Linked DNA regions of Mus musculus: region 2 is linked to region 1. A link is a contact called in public promoter capture Hi-C data. All regions are on one chromosome and are shown on one strand. The core of a region is the stretch at or near the end of the contact, and the rest is flanking DNA. Distances in the headings are between cores, read along the strand shown. Region 1 holds the start of Ccl22 (chemokine (C-C motif) ligand 22). Region 2 holds the start of Ccl17 (chemokine (C-C motif) ligand 17).

Region 1 (2,700 bases), core at 105-2,604:
TGAGGAAACACAACACACACATCTACTCACTCCAGATAGAGAGGCCATAGATAGACCAAAGTATGGATAATACTAAGGTCCAACTTGGTGAACCATGTGTTTTATTGGGGTTACTTACAGGAATATGGGTGTGTGTGGGGGGGGTTATTTACAGGAACAAAAATGAAGTCTCTAAGACAGCTGCATCACCAAAGCCCACCGCATCATGGGGTGACAGCTCACAAAGCTGGGAACCTGGAGCACACAGTCAGCCAGCAGGCAACTCAACAGGTTGAATACTAAGAAAGATGAGGGATTAGCTCCCCTGTGCTTATGAGAGGAGCTTAGGAGAAAGTCTCTTCCTGGGCCATGTTCCAGGTTACTTGGAGAGTGTGAATTCCTGAGTAGGTAGGCTTACCAAAGAAGTGACATTTCAAACAGTCTCGATGTACGAGTAGGAGTTTCTGCAATAAAGAAGCAGAAAGTGGAAATATAGTCAGGGTCAGGCCATAGATCTCTTTGGGGAACCGTAAAGCAGTGTGGCGTGATCCCTCTGACTGTGGTGAATAGTTTTGGAAAAGAGGCCCTGAAGGCCCTAGTCAGGAGCCTGGGTTTCATCCTCCGGTGAATGGGGAGCCCAGCATGGCTTTAAAGTAGGAGAGGGCCACGTGGAGCTTTGAGTTTGCACACTCACTCTGGCTCGCAGCATGGGGAGGCAAATCTACTGGCGTCCACGAAGGAAGTGGAGCTGGACTGATCTGCAGACGGGGCTGTATCAGTGGGGAGAGTCAGTGGAATGGCAAGAGGAGGGGATGACGTGGGTAAGGGAAGACTGAGAGGGTACAGGCTCTGGGCATGCGCAGGAGCAGCCCGCTCTGAGCTGGGTGAGGCTGTCTACTGAGAAACCCAACAAGAGTCAGGTTATGGGGCCAAGAGCCTGCCCCAAAGGACTCTGGGCCTCCACCCTTGAAATGAGAACCTGATGCCCGGCCTTGAGGGATTAAGAAAGTCCCCAATCTAGGTACAGTTTGTCCTTATCCATGTGCCAGTGGCCACTGAGGTGGGCAGTGAACCCTTGCCCAGCTTTTCCATCCCTACCAAGGTCCTCTCCATGACCCCTAGTGATATGGCTGAGGTCATAGAACAGACATCCTCGGTAGAGCACCGCTAAGGGGACTTTACAATCCTCCGGAGACCCACAGTTTGGGAGAGTGGCAGTCCCCTCTGAGTAGTTCCCCGCCTTTGGATCCTCCCGCTGGGGGAAGTGGGACTTCTTCTTTCAGGACATGAATGTCAGGCTTGGTAGTGACTAAGAGGTGCCTGAACTAGTGGGTGGAGAGAGCGTTTAAATATCAGACCTTCCTGCCCTCTGGTCATTAGACACCTGACGAGGACACATAACATCATGGCTACCCTGCGTGTCCCACTCCTGGTGGCTCTCGTCCTTCTTGCTGTGGCAATTCAGACCTCTGATGCAGGTGAGGCTGGGGAGTAGGAGGGTGGAGACCAGAGAATCTGGAAAGAGTCCAAGAGTGAGTCTGCCACTGGACTCACTTTGGCTTTGGACTAACTCTGGCACTTCCATGGGCCAGCTCTATTACTTCTCAAAACCCAGATATACACATTTATAAACTGGGTTGCTAGGAAGGCTTGGCTTTTAGGATCTGCCAATTGGTTGGTGGTATCTTGCTGGGGATCTTGCTGCCCAGATAGCTCAAATATAGGGTCCCTGGGAGTGGATAGAGAGCCTGCAAGGTACCAGGCTTGAGTCAGGGAAGGTAGAGCCTCTCTTAAAAGCTGCCCTCCCCCAACACCCAAGGTTTGCTCTGGAGCCTGTGGTGGATACAGGGTCCAGACCCCTCCTTCCCACCATAGTGTCAACACTTCTGCTTTGAGTTGGGCAGGAGAGGGGTCACGGTGAGGGGTGAGGCAACTACAACCAACCAATCAAGTGTCTGGAGAGCCTCCGTGTAGCCAAGCCCCTACGGAACTGGTATTCCTCCACGGGCCTTGGAGATGACAGATGACTAGGGTCAGTCAGGGACAGAGTGGGACTTGAACCAGGTCAGTGTCATGACTGTCACCTGTCTGAGTCTTGATTCTGACTCTGCTACAGTCTCACCATGACCTTGGATGCTCGCCTTCGCTCGGCTTCTCTGATGTAGCCTCACCAAGGCGCTGAGAAGAGGAAGATGCACCTCTAATTCTGTGTTGTATACATGGGGGTAGGTGGGTCTGCCGTAGGGCTGAGCATTCCACAAGATCCTGGGAAGCTGGTGCTATTGTCCACAGACTGACCCAAGGTGAGCATGAGGCTCTTCCTGGCTCAGACAGAGGTGCAGGACCCATTTAGAAGCCTGTTGATATTTAATCTTTCTGAATCCACTTCCTGGAGCTGACTGTCCCCAGAGCGTAGACATTGGACCTTTAGTGGCATCTCAGAGACTCCCCAGGCTAGTGTGCATGAGCCCTAGAAGATATCCATCAGTGTGGAAGAGAATTTTACTCCTATAGGTCAGCCTGTGATCAGGGGTAAGGCTGAAGCTGGCCTCTCTGTGCTCCAGCTAACGTCCCCTGGGTACCCTTCCTCCAGGTCCCTATGGTGCCAATGTGGAAGACAGTATCTGCTGCCAGGACTACATCCGTCACCCTCTGCCATCACGTTTAGTGAAGGAGTTCTTCTGGACCTCAAAATCCTGCCGCAAGCCTGGCGTTGTGTGA
Region 2 (2,700 bases), core at 118-2,617, 65 kb after region 1:
GTACTGCACACCTCGGGACAGGTATTTAGAGAATGGACGGCTTTGGCCTGGGAAGACCTCTTAGTCTGGGAGAATGAGCAAATTTAGTGATGCTGTGGCCGTAGGGCAGGATTGAAGGAAAATGGAGATATGAGAAGGGTAAGGGGCCCCCTCAGCCTGGGTCTGTGTTTCTTGCTGACTGAGAGCCAAAAGTTCTAACAAAATGGCAGGAGGAGCTGGGGTGTGGCTCAGGTTGTAGAGTGTCTGCTAGCACATGAGTGCAAAACACCTATGCACACAAATGTAATAAATAAATGTTAATAAATTAAAATTTTAAAGAGTAAAACACACGGCGGCACATGCCTTATCTGTGAGACACTCTGGGTCACACTGCAAAGCAGTGACATTTCCCTTTATTGTGATAGCGTCTCACCAGCACCTGTGAACCCCGGTAGCTCAGGCTGGCCTCAAACTTGGAACCTTCCTACATCAGCCTCCCCAGTAGCTGGGATGCCGGTTCTTTTTCTCAGTAAACCCTGGCTTTGCTTAATAGTGACTTGTCCTGAAACTCTTTTCTGGGCACTGTTGTTAACAGTCTGGGTATGCTGAAAATTCACACAGATTTCTTAACAGTCTGCTTAAGGCCTGGGGATGCTCTATGGGCTTCTAGGGCAGCCTCTGGCATGCAGCTCCTATAGAGGTGAGCATCGCCCCCCCCACACACACACACACCATTCATTCTGCTCATAACAGAAACGAGGTGGTGCTCTATTTCTGGGAGCTGAGCTTTCCAACCCACTAAAGCACACATGCAGATACACCGTGATTAAAGCCCCTCTCAGCTTAGCCTCCTGGGGTAAGGGCCAGCCTGGGGAAGGACAGGAAGACAGGCTCAGCTTCAGCTGAACCTCTGGGTTCCCCAAAATAGGGTGGGACTAGGCCTCTTCTACTGAACATCCCTGTAACCTGCTCACCCTCCTGTGGACCTTCTGGACCCCAGAGCCCTGACTGGCATAGTCCCTATGATCTCTGTTTGGTCCCCTACCCTGCCTCCACAGGGTACCAGGCACAAAGGAAGTTCACCAGTACTAGGACAAGGGATGAGATGAGTTGAGGCTGAGGCCTTGGATCCTGCTAATAGAGGAACCAAGAAATGTTCCCTTTGAAAAGAGAAGTAAGTCATTGCCCTTACCCCAGACACAGACCCCCTCCCCTGTCCCGAGTCGAGTGACCATTCTCTGGAAAGCCACAAACATTCCCAAGCTGGGCTTCTACTAAGTTATCTCAAATTCTTTGAATTTCTCTAGTCTGGAAGGATTATAGGAGGGGACAGGAAGCGTGGGATAACCTCCAGAGAGGTTAAATAGGTCACCTCAATGCTGGGCACCAAGACAGGCAGAAGGACCCATGAAGACCTTCACCTCAGCTTTTGGTACCATGAGGTCACTTCAGATGCTGCTCCTGGCTGCTCTGCTTCTGGGGACTTTTCTGCAGCATGCCAGAGCTGGTAAGAGCCGGGCACAGACAGGATAGGGCAGATGGGAACCATTCACCCACACAGAGACCAAGGCAGAGACACAAGCTGTGTGACTTATACCCTGTCTGTTCTTAACAGGGGTCACCAGGGGGTGGCCACAGGAGCACTGGAGGGAGGATAATGGTTCTGAGGATGCTGGGATGATGTCAGGTGCCTGACCTGGACACATACCTTATTCTGAGATGTTAGGACATAGTGGCCTTGATTGTGGGCTCATGATGCAGAACGAACGATTCTCAGAATCGCTACCATTTGTTTCATTAATGGGCTTCATGTATCATCAGGGAACAACATAACAACGGAGCATTGGTTCCAAGAATGTATGAAAAGATTTTTATATTTAGTTTAGAACGGGAAGTTGAAATGAGGTTCCTAGATTCAGACAGCTGCATATGCAGACACACACAGATGAATATGCAAACTTGCAGACACAGGAGAGCACACACACACACCAAGAACAAACAGAATACAAAGTACATGCAGTCCCCACCCACAGGCTCACACAGGCATACATCGGAACATTCCATGGGTCCTCAGGCACATGGCCTGACTCTCAGGACACCTGCTTCCTATTGCTCTTCCAGCTCGAGCCACCAATGTAGGCCGAGAGTGCTGCCTGGATTACTTCAAAGGGGCCATTCCTATCAGGAAGTTGGTGAGCTGGTATAAGACCTCAGTGGAGTGTTCCAGGGATGCCATCGTGTGAGTATCCCTCTGTCCCACTCCTCTGCCTAGAACCCAGAGTGGGAAGTGGGTGGGCCTTGGAGTGCCCAGGAAGGCCACTGGGAAAGAAGGAAGAGAGGACAAGCCTGATTCCCCTAAAGGCAGTTTTGGGAACCCAGGGATACTCTTGTACCCCACACAGCTGAGGGGGTCCAACCTCTTTATGTATGGTGAAACTGAGTTTCCAAGATGGATAGGACATCCCAGGTAACAGAGCCAGTAGGCAGTAATACTGTCACCTCTCACTCTGGGTCTGAGCTGAGTAGAGACTAACACACAGCCTGAGGCTCTTTCTCTCAGGCTCAAGGTGCTCTGAGGAGAGAGGAGGCTAGGCATGAAGTCCTACTGCTCAGTGTTCAGGTCAATGCAGATGTGGCTGGTGGCCAAACCCTGAAGGCCTTCCTGGGCTCTTACTCACTGCTTTCTCCTACATAGGTTTCTGACTGTCCAGGGCAAGCTCA

What was found. Promoter capture Hi-C pulls out the DNA fragments that hold promoters and counts their contacts.
Region 2: a promoter capture Hi-C map of macrophages shows a contact between it and region 1, with 12 read pairs. The contact joins the promoter of Ccl17 here to the promoter of Ccl22 in region 1. A contact is called at or near these places in 13 of 39 promoter capture datasets (the C10 cell line, the HPC-7 cell line, embryonic stem cells and 9 more), 2 of 15 datasets of contacts at CTCF or cohesin (both in embryonic stem cells), 21 of 484 Hi-C or Micro-C datasets (the 63-12 cell line, 8-cell embryo, B cells and 7 more), 7 of 115 datasets of contacts at active chromatin or transcription factors (CD8 T cells, the HPC-7 cell line, SST interneurons and 4 more) and 3 of 9 other capture datasets (adipose tissue, liver and pancreatic islet).

Annotation. Positions count from the first base shown.
Region 1 is chr8:94,744,330-94,747,029 of GRCm38.p6, forward strand. It overlaps Ccl22 (chemokine (C-C motif) ligand 22), which reads left to right and starts at 1,355. Exons shown (of 3, transcript NM_009137.2): 1 at 1,355-1,457; 2 at 2,573-2,696. The coding sequence starts at 1,385.
Region 2 is chr8:94,809,086-94,811,785 of GRCm38.p6, forward strand. Ccl17 (chemokine (C-C motif) ligand 17) reads left to right here and starts at 1,368. Exons shown (of 3, transcript NM_011332.3): 1 at 1,368-1,486; 2 at 2,101-2,218; 3 at 2,675-2,700. The coding sequence starts at 1,387.